Linked DNA regions of Bombyx mori: region 2 is linked to region 1. A link is a contact called in public Hi-C data. All regions are on one chromosome and are shown on one strand. The core of a region is the stretch at or near the end of the contact, and the rest is flanking DNA. Distances in the headings are between cores, read along the strand shown. Region 1 holds the start of LOC101746065 (nuclear receptor-binding protein homolog). Region 2 has its middle 37 kb from the start of CPG14.

Evidence for each region. A called contact is a pair of places that touch in the nucleus more often than the background predicts.
Region 2: a Hi-C map of posterior silk gland shows a contact between it and region 1, with 1.7 times the contacts expected there. The contact joins the enhancer-like site here to the promoter of LOC101746065 in region 1. A contact is called at or near these places in 2 of 7 Hi-C or Micro-C datasets (posterior silk gland and whole pupa).

Annotation. Positions count from the first base shown.
Region 1 is chr10:617,330-623,789 of ASM3026992v2, reverse strand. It overlaps LOC101746065 (nuclear receptor-binding protein homolog), which reads right to left and starts at 4,362. Exons shown (of 11, transcript XR_005245116.2): 1 at 3,879-4,362.
Region 2 is chr10:1,266,259-1,273,162 of ASM3026992v2, reverse strand. No RefSeq gene overlaps it. Among protein-coding and RNA genes, the nearest start is that of CPG14, 37 kb to the left of the region's middle. Within about 2 kb of position 3,957, at least 8 of the 8 cell types and tissues checked have open chromatin away from gene starts, as enhancers often do.

The DNA of each region.
Region 1 (6,460 bases), core at 3,113-5,612:
CCCCGATCCCGCCCAGGAAATGCCCGAACTCGACGGTAGGCCTGTTCGGAGAGAAGTACGCCCCGATCACGACGGTCCCTTCCAGTTGCACCGCGACGAACCCTTGACCCCTGGTCACCATCGCCAGGGGGGGGATCGCCGCGTCTCTTCTTATGACTATGGCTGCCAGGCCGCCGTCGTCCCCAAACCAGCAATCATTTGCTGGGGGAACGAAGTACGGCTCGGCGACCACAGCCACATCTATGGACCACTCCGCCATGCTCTGAGACAGCATGTCCTGAGCTCTGGCGGAGTGGTTCAGGTTTCCTTGCAGGAAGCGATAGGTGTGGTCCATTACTGTTGGACCACATCCATCGCCCCCTCCCCTTCACCGCTGCCCCCGCCCACCGGCGCCGGCGCCGCATCGGGGATTACAGCGTTGGCCAGTGCTCTTCTGGCCAACCTTCTCTTTTGTCGGCGCTTTGATTTTCGGCGCCGGTTGCGTTCGGTATTATCACCGGACGGGAAGCACGCCTTGCCTCCCGCCCGGTGGTTTGCCCTGCGCCCGGCCGCAGCGCACAGAGCGCAGTGCGGGGCGGCTGTGCAGGACGCCGCTTTATGGCCCGGTTGGCCGCAGCGGAAACACAGACCGCTACGGTCAACCGAGCTAGAAAGAAGTGCTATAGTATTTTCTCGGAGTATATTTAAAAAAATATTTCTTTAACGATTCCGACTATAAAACAAAAGGACATGTAATGATTTTGTGTCTAGACTGTCTTACTTTTTAAACCATTCAATGTAATCTTCTCATCCTCAAATTATAACGACATTGAGCGTCTGCAAATTCTTACAATTAATGTCTGCTGAACATCATTAGACCTGGCGACCTTGTCGCGAGGCCGCTACAGGAATAATTTCGTAAAATAACTGTGTAAATACGAATTCCGTAAGTCCTTAGGGTTATGGGTATGCTAGGTGAGCTCGTATCCAAGTATGCTAGGGTTCATATTCTGTTCCCAGTGCAATTTCTATGTAAATAAATACATATATGTACTCCTAATGTGCGGTAAGAATAAGTTGGCTCAAATCAAGATTTGCCACTAGTTTTGCAAATTTATTTATTAAGCCTAATACCAAATGAATTTACTTTTACACTGCTCTCGTTTGATACGATCGTAAAGTAGACGAAAATTCGTGAAATATTCATAGGCTTAGAGACAAAAGAAAATACCAAGGTTGGACCGAGGTATTTGCAAATTAAGATTCCTAGCGATCCAATACGATCCGAATAAAGAAAGATCGGCCATTTCTAACACGCATTTATCACGATGCCACCTATTCCATCTTCATCTGTTATTTTAATGCTCGGGCTAACACAACACTTTCTATTTCGCCAGGGTTGGCAGAATTGTAAGTTTTAGGAGTTGTAGACATATTTTTTTAATACCTTACAAGGAAGACGTCAATGCAGCCCAGCTGCTGAATGGTTGTCAACCAGTCGCATCAGCAAAAGCGTCTCTTTATTAATTAAAAATAACAATGTATTTTTCTTAAAAGATTTCAGTGGCTATTCGTGTCGAAAGAAATAATCAAATACTGACGACCTATTCGAGGATACGTACAAGTTTCACTTTCGTTCGATGTCTGTTCAATCAGTACAGTATACAATGTACTTACTACACACAGTCAAAAACTATGGGACCCCGGGCGTAGAAAGTGACAGTGATCGAGTTACGAAAGAGCCGAATGCTCGACGGTCGTTGACCGGCGCCCGCGCGGGGAAAGTGCTGTGCCTAAGTAATGCTTTTAATTAGACAGCCCGCCCGGGCTTCATGCTGCGGAAGTGACGTCACTTGACTTTTTGTCACATAAAGATTTTAGTGGTCATACAAAGATTTCGTTCCTGAACTACGCGTGATCTATTTATGTTTATTTTATTTACGCTGACAGAGGAAGTTTCTTAAATTGACATTTACTGCCCCTTTCGTGCAGTAAATCTTTGTAAGGTTATATATAATCTTGCACAAATACTCTATGCGTAATCAGTGAGTTATGTAGATGCAGACACTGCGTTTTTGCAAATGTTCTAAACACAATTATTCAGTTTATCTGATTTTTTAGTTTTCGGAGCGTTGCCCCCACCCGCAAATTTAGCTGTACATTGTGAATGATTTATTTAAATTTTTGAAATATAAACGATCGTGAACACGTAAACGAAAATACGAGTAAACGCAACATCGGAAATAATAAGCGCGATATTAAACTGTGAAAATAGTTTTAATTATGTCACGAAAACAGAAGAATACACTAGATATGAACTTACATTATTAACAACATGTCAGTTGCTTTAATTGTCACAAAATTTATTTGCCTCCCAAATATATAGATGAACTGAAAAATGTACAATGAGTAGCTTGACAATGATGCAGACAAGTTAATTATTATTTTTTATTGTGAGTCAAACTGAAAACTATAAAAGACAGCATTGATTCTATTCATTTAAAATCAACATCAACACCATCATATCTCTGGCATAGGACTTGAAAATAGCAGATAAGTTGGACTATTGAGCTGTAGTAATCATTTAAACTACATGTTATGCTATTCCAGGTACAATGTGACACATATGACACAGGCTCCAATATACACTTTACAATGGAGGGGCAGAGATTTTGTTCACCTATCTATTAAAATGTACATGTGATAGATAAAAGAGCATACTAATGTTGCGAAAACATGTACAAAAATTCATCATTCCGGAAACAGCAGGCTCAGCATTACTGCACAAACCGACATGGACATCTACTAAACTTCATAAACAGTGAATAAATAAGACCTATCTTTCAGGATATTTAAAAAATTTTTTTTAGTATTATTGTGTTCATGGTAAATATTATCAACTTTATTTTCATCAGATTTACTGCTAGTCTAATCTAATGAAAAATGTCAGAGATCATTATTTTTTTTTTCAATAAAAACTCTCGATATGACTACCGATGGCTAGAGTTTACCCTGAGTATTGATTTTTAAAAAGAAAAGGTAGTTTAGTATTATTAAAGGCTACAAATACTCAAGTTGGTGACTTCACTTAACAATTGTATGGAAATAACATGTATCATAACTCTTCAATCCCAAGTACATGAATACTTCCGTACTTTCGAACCACACTATGCTATGTAACAGAAAGTAGGAGGATTAGCTTGAGTTGTACAGGGTTCTATTTAGGAATGAGCACAATAGTATGCAAATTTATTTGCATTATTTATACCAATTTATATCATAAGTAACTTATAAGAAAATCTGTTTCAAAAATGTTGAATTAATGAATAGATCAAGATTTTAATAATTTAAATTCTATTAATTTAACTTGTTAAAACTTTTAATTATTTACTAATTAAATTAAATCTTTTCTTTCAGCAGTGAAAAATAAGTATAAGTTATAATTTTTAGTATTGTTCATTCAGTTTTACAATATTAAAATTTAAAAGTAAATTTCAAAGTACATTGCTAAGATGAAGTTTGTAGAATTTAAGTTTTGCTCTGAACTAGCTACAATTGATTTTTTACTACTACATGATCTAAGTTAAATATTAAATAGCCTGTGACATGCAATAAGCCTAGGCATCTTAATATCCATTATTACCATTAAGTCACTATAGTTTGCTTATTTATTTTTAACACCAATAAAAGCATCTTCCCATTTATTGCTATTAATAAAATTAAATATTCAATACTTACAGACATTAAGCACATTTCAAAATATCGTAAACAATTGTGTATTCATAAAAACATACAAACAATTGCGTCTTATTTGTGTTTTACCAGACAACCTTGTAAATCAGCTGACAGAATGTAATGGTGAAACAGTATTAAAATTACTATCGGTTAGAACTCCTTACCTCTTCCCGGCGTTTTAGCCACCGACCGCAGGGACTCTCTTCTAAAATTTCACTCTCATCCTCGGAGTCTTCACCACTCTCGCGTGGAGACTTGCGCTCCTTCTCGATGCTCCTACCGCCCGACATAACACCTGCCTAGTGTCGAAACAGCCGTGAACAATACCACTACACCGTCAATTAATATCTCACAGACGTTTTCAACACGAAAACACTTGATATATTTTCAAAATACACTTTTTCTCGTAATCATAACGTCCAAGGCTGAGTAGCTAGACGTCACTGTCGTTTCTTCACAATCCATTATTCGCATGCACAACACTTGTTACGGACTTGTTCTATTTCGATTATTAAAGTTCGATTATTGGTTTACAACGTGCGATAACACACAGCCTCTGATACGTTTATTCATATTAATTGAAATAAAATGACTACCCGGCGCACTATTCGTATTACTATTCGACACAAATATTGAATCATAGATAATTTTTTAACTGAAGACGTCTACTTTGACATGCAAAAGTTGAAAGCCCATACAGCCAAAGTAAAGAACTTCTCCTTTGACATTTTTAGCTTTGTACCACAGACAATAAACAGCTAATTTTGTGAAAGCAAAAGTGTTTTTTTTCTTTTTTAAATACTAGGTACTGCTTTTCTAATATATTTAGTAAGATGGCATAAACATTACAATTAAAGGTTGTAAAATTTAACAAGGTAGTCAGTCGGTTCTCGGAAGTTAGTTCGTGATCTTGAATCACACTGTTCCTAAAATAGACGGATCACAGGTTTATTTTAGATTAGCGCCATCTATTGAAAAAAGTCAAACAACCTGTTCGGTAGATTTTCAATAATTTATTTCGTATTCTATATTTAAAATGCTATTTAAAATAATGTACCTTGCCTAGGTACGTTTCAATGAATACTATGATGAAATTGTAGAAAGCATTTTCATTCATCGACTCCTTTATCACTGCAAACTGTAATTTAAAAACATTAGCTCCATCTATGAGTAAATGCCAAAGTTCATAAATCATATTTTCATGAGAATTTCACGATTAGAAACAATTAATATGCTTTTTAGTTTTATTCTGGAATACTTTATAGAAATTTAAATACAAAGAATACAAAAAAATACTGGTTGCCAAATGAAAATTAATTGAAAGTCAAAGGTGTGGAAATAGACGACGTTGAATTTTGAAACTCGCTAGCAGTAGTTCATATAGTTTATCATAGGTGGTGCTATCGTTATATTTATTGTTCTGTGAACAAAATGTAAATTGTGTAAAAACTTAAGGTACATGAACCCTCATAAACTATTTAAATAGCACAAGAAAGTAATAGTATTATTTTATATTAGGCAATAAAAAAATAGATTTATTATTTACCATGATAAAGGCAAACCCAAATTAAGAGTGAAAATTTTAGCTTGTGTTCAAGTTTTATTGTGAGATGAATCATTTTAATTAACTTAATTTAACGTTACAATTTAGTGTGTCTACACAGTACCTAGTAGTGATTACTATTCAAATTTTATTGTTGTTGTTTACTGAGGAAGACGTTTTGTTACCAAGGTAGCGCGGCGCGGCGTAATGAAAATTTTATGTTTACTTAACTAAATTAAATAAGTAGGTACCTAGCTATAAAACTGAACGTATAATTTGTCTGGCTTCGTTAAACAAACAATGTTTACTACTGATTGAAATAACTATTACTAGATAAGTTAATTTGGAAGATTTTTTATTATACGCTTTTTTACATGACCGCAAACGTGTATTGAATCCGGAGAATGTGGTATGTGGAACTTCCCCTGCCGAATTCGCCAGGAATCGCCAATTGAAGGCCTTGGTTTCAAGGACCCACAAAGGAACCCTTGTACTCTTCACCTGGGAGAGGTTGGAGGGGCGACCATCACGCGAGACACTCCTTTATCCCAAAGGCGTCTGATCGATGCAGTCATGACCGAAAATTATTTTATGTTGGGCAACGAAGTTGGTGTTCCAGAATACCCCGCTGCACCATAATAATATCAAGTCGGAACGCGATACAGCGTCAGCCAGTAGCCTCTTTTTAATATCTACTCTATGACGCACTAGATTGTACCTACTTATCCGATCGTCCAGAACCGGATCACCAAATAAAGTTCTTCTTACCTCTCGAGGAGGGTTTTACTTCTCTCTGCCTCCTACTCGACAGTGGGCGGTGCGGGGAGATAAGACCTCTCTTACGCGATTGTTTTTTTTTCCTACCTAAGCTGATTGTCTTGAGAGACCATATCAGCGTCACCGGGCGATTCGCGCTTGATCGTTTTCATGAGCGTGGCGAATACAGCGCTACACTGACGGGGCGGCGCTGATGGCCAGTCGGCACTAACAATATTGGCTTTATTTGAGCGACCATGGTAGCACTTTATCTATCTTCTCTCTCGGGGACTCAGTGTAGGTAACGGCTAAGCAGCCGTGACCTTTCAGCACTTGCATTTGCCGCTAAATGCAACGCCCTCGGTCACTGTTCATCCAGAGTTTTATTTTAATTACATTTAATTATATAAGAAAATGGCATGAATTTTACTTTTTCAATCGATCACG
Region 2 (6,904 bases), core at 2,708-5,207, 650 kb before region 1:
TTATTATCCCAACAGTTTTTGCTAACAGCCACCTCCATCCACCCTGGCCTTATTTATAGCTCAAGTTTTATTAATTAGCAGTTTTCGAACGATACGGTCGTGTGTCAAAGGACAATAGATGATTCTTAACTGGTTGATCGTTTGTTTTAAGCATTTTTGTCGGAAAATTTATTGGAAAATTAAAATTACAGCAATAAAGTTTATTAAAAGTCGTTGGCTTATATCTGATGTTATCTGAGAGCAATCAAACCTTAATTTTTCGACTGCTTTCTGTCCATAAGGTATAATCTTGTTTATTAATCACATAAAGTCAACTTATATAATAAATTGCTTTTTAAGGGTGTCAAATGTGGATATAAATATATAATTCTTTGTTAATTGTAAATGAAACTATACGTACCTAGTTTAAAGCAAAACAAAAAACATAAAAACAAATATACGTAGACCAAGAATTCTAATAAGTACTGTTAAATAAAAATTGGTCAAAGTCAAAACAAAATAGTCGCGAAGTAACACACAGGACGAAAAAAATAAAGTTCATAAATACACAGCCGATACGAAATGGAATGACAATACGCTACCATAAATGACAATCGACAATCTTTTTGCCAAAAACACATCTTGCTCAGGCCCGGCACACACCATGGGGAAAAAACGCCCCGGGGAGCACCGATCCGGGCAATAAATAATAAACACGGGCACACCGCGTCTACAGATAATGGTAATTTACGATTCGGTACAGTCCGCGTCAAATCTTTGGCAGCCGCTCGGCAAGATCGACATTCAAACGGTTTCGGATACGTTCGCGCGCGTTCGGGAGAGTTCGACTTCTAAAATATGACGTACTAATTAAACGTGAAAATATTATTAGACGGCTGTGATCCTGAAAAATGCATAGATTTGTTTTTTTTTTGTTTAGTAAACAGACCGACAAATGTATTATTAATACTTAACAAACAAACAAAATGTGTGTGTCATGAATTTCTTCCTGAACACGTAAATATTAGGTAGGCAATAATTCGAGAAAAATCTGAATGGCCATCCATTGTACCATGGTTCACTTGCAGACTAAATAATAATAATGATGGTTGGTTCGAAGTAAGTATCCGTTGAATGGAATATTTTAAATGTATTCAACCATCGAGATATAATGTACTACTATAATCTCGATGCATTCAACTGATAATTAATTTTAATAAATGTATCTTTTTTATTTGATTGGTTTTGTTAATTTTGAGTATGTTTCAATGATACTATGTACACATATGGACTTGTTGTTATTGTCTGAAATAAAATAAATCATTCATCATTCATCATTATAAAAAAAGCTCCGGTTCTCTTCGTAATCGTAAATGAAGTGTCATATTTTTCCCCCCACCTATTCGCTGGTACTATAGTCTAAGAGGTTATTCCAGCTGAACTGTCATAACGCAACTTCTCGTCATCTGTTCCAGCATTAAATGAGCAATTCAACAAAATTTGTACAAATACTTATTATATAGGTACGTAACGCGCAGAGTGCGCAGCACAATCGACGTCTCTCCACGTAGAATCAAATAAATTACAAAGATATATTATTATTAAAATTTGGGCGCGAACTTTGGGACATTAACTTCGGGCTGTTATCGGGATTGTGGTACAACGAGACGAAATATTATTATTATCTGCTTTTTATTCGCACTGTATCATTCTGTAACCCTGAATTGATGTGTTTGTTGATCTTGTAGTTTGATTTCATTAACGTAATATCTTTGTATTTGCATATTCTCCCCGCCTATTAGATTTAGTGGAAGAAGACAAAATATAATAGTTACGGAATTTAATACTTCGGGTGGAAGATGAATGAGTGCTCTCTGAATACATTAAATGCTATAAATGAGGCCGTCAGCGCAAAAGTGGCCTAAGTTTACCATAGTTATTATAGAGATAATGAAGTTTAAGTTTTCATGAATTTGAATAGGCATAAAAACAATACGCGCAAAAATAATGTTTACAAAGTCATCTATCTATTATCTATCATTTATCTATGGGTGAAACTATGGATAGGCCGGCCGGTTTTGCATCAAAATTTAATATATTTTAAATAAATTGCAATATACATAATTATAAGCATGACTATGAAAAATTGTGGGCTAGGCCACTTTTGCGCTGACAGCTTAAAATAAAACTGGCCAAATGATTGGAACATTTTAAACAGTGCTAATAATTTTTAATCGCTAAGTTTATTTTTTCATTCTCGGTGTGCCTTCAGCCGTTTCCTCCGAATCGTGGTTTGTGACATCCAGCGAAATTAACGAGTTAGCAGAGACGTGCGATCGGTACGATAAAGGCCCTTCCGCGCCCGGCACGGATCCGATCCGGGACGATACCGGGCGACGGATGCGGCGCGCCGTAAATCAGCGCCTTAAGTTGTTTACTGATCAATTTTAATCATCGCGATCTGATTAGGCCGTATTTACGTCGTGAATGTGTTATTGTTAAGGCGTATTTAGCACATAAAGCTGTAGACATGGATTTAAATAAATAATTACATATATTATTCTAACATGAAACATTGTTTATTAATAAGCTTTTATTAGCTATGTTAGTATGTAACGGAATCTTTGAACATGATTTTGACCCCCTTCAGAATGTCGGATTAACTCGAAATTTGGTATACTTATTATGGACTGATAATAATTCAACATTGAAAAAAATATTGATAAAATTTAAATTCAACTAAAAAATCAAAAATAAATAATAGTTTGAAAAACTAACAAAATACGCTTTTATAGAAAATCCAACTAAAACATAGAAAATAAATTTTAATAAATTTGAATTGAAAATAGTGTAAGAAAAAATAATTATATTGTGAAAAAACGTGGGGTGCTTTTCAGGATATTAACAATATAACCCTTCTACTCATATCTGTTCATAAAATATTTATAACTACTTCTTCTATTTTTTAGTTGGATTTTCTATAAAAGCGTCTTTTGTTAGTTTTTTTAAACTTTTTTTTTTAATAGATGTGATTACGTTTGAAACAAATATTGAATGAACTCACGGTTTATGAGCTCATAGATATCGATCGATCTGTATGAACGTATTCTAATAAGTAGAAGTACTATTAGAATACGTTCATACAGAGAGATACGTTGAAGCGTTTCTAATAAATTAATAAAATTTATAAAAAACCATTTAAAATTATTTTACTGTTAATTTAGCATAGATATTTGTAAGTCAAAGTTTCTATAAGGTGCTTTTTTTCTCAAAAATACTTAAGTAATTTTTGCTAAATATGTTAAAATAAGCTCAGCACTAAAAGGGTTAGGACCATCAAATCTTTTGTAGCCGTAAAATAATCGCGTAGTACAGTGTATAGAGTAGTCAACATAATGTAAAAGCGACTTTTTTTTTCTTTCTACCTATTCTAGTAACCTTGAGGGGTTTTATAGATTCACCGAGCTAGTAGGTGAGCTCACGGCACTCAAACCGGGAGTGTTGCTAACACTAGCCCTAGCAAGAGCAGTGCTTCGCAGAATCTACCACTAGATCAGAAACGCGACCCACTGAGAAGATCCGGCGAGGACGGTGACTGGGATATTTGCATCGATGAGTGCGGGATATTAAATTACTAATAATGAGTGCGTCATTGGAAATTACTGCTATCTAACGGATAAAGGACGAATCACGCAGCCACACAACACGTGTATGGTCATTGACCATAAACAGCGCCATCTTTGATGTTGTATTAGAACTATTTTTAAAAATCAATAAACTTGTTTCATTTCACGCAATTAGTTTGTGGATTCGTTTTCGTTTCAATAATATCGAAATTAAAAAAAAACTGTTAAGCTATTACAATTTACAACTGAATAAATACAGTAGAAACTACTGTCATTAATAATCTAGGATGATAATTGATCAATGACCTTGCTATTATTGCCATCTATAGTTTAAATAATACACTAATACAAACAGCTGTTAAACATTACTTGATTAACGTAAATTTCATTAACAAACAGTTGTTTTAAACATTAATTCCTTTATCCGTTAGATAAATTATCACACATTCATTCGTAAAATTCAAAAATCCTAAAAAGGAAAAAATACATTGTTTCTGTTCTAAAACAAAATTCTATCGAGTTTCCTGATGAAAAAAAGCTTTATACTGAAAATAAAAATATATTTCGACAGGTTAAAGTATGAGCTCTGTAGTACCGTGTCATAGTAAAATAATGAATGATGTTTTATTATTAAGATTTATTGTTGTTTTATTTGCCCGCCCGTCGCTAGATGGCAGTGGTCGGCTAAGTGCCACCATTTTATAGTTTGGCGATGTTAGTGTTACATGTGTTGCTAATGTTGTCAGCAAATTAATAGTTCTGAGTTTTTCGGACTCAGACAAGATAATTATGTTAGGAAGTTCAAATAAATCTTTTTATGTTAATTAAAAAGGAATTTGAATAGTACATATAATTAAGATAACAGAATATTGTGTTATAATTCTTATTCACTTTTTTGCACTAATTCTTTTTAATATTATTTTTATTTTATAACAATTTATCAAACTGATATCTCTTTGCATTTTTATTTCTACAAAAATCCACTGAACTAGAAATGAAGACAGGTCACTGTTTTATTGGATAATAACAAAAACAAAACATTAATTAGAGATATTTCAAAAGAATGATTTTGTTTATTTTCAGATAATGATGAGACAAAAACCTCAAGCATGATACCAAAAACATGAAACGCAAAAAAACCCGCAAATTTAAAAACAATGACATTTTCCTGGGAAACTTACGAACATGTCTGGTAGCACTGGATATGACCGCGTTATTTATCGCGCCATTACTGCACGAAGCCTTAAATCATCACGTGACGTCTTAGGAGTACGGGCGCTTAATGAATGGTGGGACGGTACCCAAAACTTTTTTTTTTCTTATGAAATTGTTGAGAGCACTTAGTACAAGATCTATATGACAGCTCTATAAGAATGAATATGATGTATTTTCCCATAGACACAGCCCACTGAGTTTCTCGACGGATTATTTCAGTGGGTCGCGATTCCGATCTGGTGGTAGATTCAGCGAAGTACTGCTCTTGCTAGCTAGATTTAAATTCTCTCAGGTTGAGCCCGTGAGCTCATCTACCGTTCCGCGTGAAGTTGGAATAACCCCTTAGGCCACTGGCGAATAGCTAGGAAAAATTTTTTTCTCTGATTTAAAACCAACTCAACTTTTTAGTTGGGAACAAATCACACACGGTCGTTTGGCTCCAAGCTAGCATTACCTGAAATATGAGAACCAAAAATTGAGGTACATAATTTTTATGCTTCAATATATACATACATATTGTACACACAGACAAGAGCAAACAAGCCTGTTCGTCAAACGAATGTGTGTGTGCCCGATGTGAGAATGAGATGTGAGAATGTGAGAACCCACGAAATAAGCAAAACATATTGTTAAAATTGTTTCCAAACAAGAATATTTGGTAACTAAAACATAATTAAAACTATCTACCGTTCCGAGCCCTACACTGATAGGCGAGAAGTTATCAAGAAGAGAGGCCATCAAATTATAAGTTGCCCAATAAATACGTAAAGGTCTCAGCGCTAAAACTAACAGGAAACGGATATCGAACGTCCCATCTCTGACTTTGAGAATGTTTTGTCGAAACCCGATAAAATTTGTGGTGTTTGTGATTTCAGGTACAGCTTATTGTGAGCCAATGGGAGTCATCTGGTGGCGACTAGCTACTACACCCGCGCTGACAAGTACAGGAATAGTATTAGGACGTTTGCGTCTAAATTCCACGTCTAAACGTCTGAACCCTCGGTCCATTTTGTGTTAAGTGATTACAACATAACTCAACGTCACTGACCTTGAGACCTGGTCCGAAGTTTCCGTTGTATTGTGCTAATGAAGGCAGAAACAGGCTGGATTCTGGTACATACCCTACCTAAAACTGGTGGCAGGACCTCTTGTGAGTCCGCGCGGGTAGGTATCACCGCACTACCTATTTCTGCCGTGAAGCAGTAATGCGTTTCGACCTGAAGGGTAGGGCAGCCGTTGTAACTACGTATACTGAGATCTTAGAAATATCTCAGGGTGGGTGGCGCATTTACGTTGTGGATGTCTATGGGCTCCAGTAACCACTTAACACCAGGTGGGCTGTGAGCTCGTCCATTCATCTAAGCAATAAAAATTTTAAAAAAAAACCTACCCACATCGTACTAAAATTCCTTTCACCTACTGAGTTTCTCGCCGGATCTTCTCAGCGGGTCACGACTCCGATCCGGTAGTAGATTCATTCGCGAAGCAGCTGCTCTTGAGCTGTTAGGTCTCCTTCGGAGGCGTTCGGGCGGCTATTAGCAAATCCTACCCCTCCTGGCTGACCACTTACTCGCCCATCTGTCCTGGTGAAACTGGAAAGGCCTCCGGGCTACCAGTAATACTTCAATCATAAAAAAAACCCAAAATTCCTTCTGGAGGTGGGTAAGATAATCAGCTTGGGCCGATATTTAAGTTCCAGCAGTTTATCTAAAAATTGAAATTTATGAGCCGCTGTTTCCCATAGTACAGGAATCTTAGTTAATACTAATCATACCAACACTTACTGGTGCCTATTTCTACAATAGCAGGTAGATAACGGTTTAAGATAAGTCTTACTCAAAATAAACAAAACAAAATAAAAAAAGCTAAGCTGTAGATTAATTGTTAAGAAAAAGTCATGAAGTCAAATGTGCAAAAGATACGTTCATTTTCAATGCAAAAGTTCAAATTGGCTGATTTGACCCCTTATGGTAAGTTTATTGTTAAGATTCATATGACCGTGTGATTTATTCCCGATTATTAATATATAAAGCAGTTTTAGTTTAAAGAATTACCGATAGCCTGTTAACACTTGTAGCGGTTTT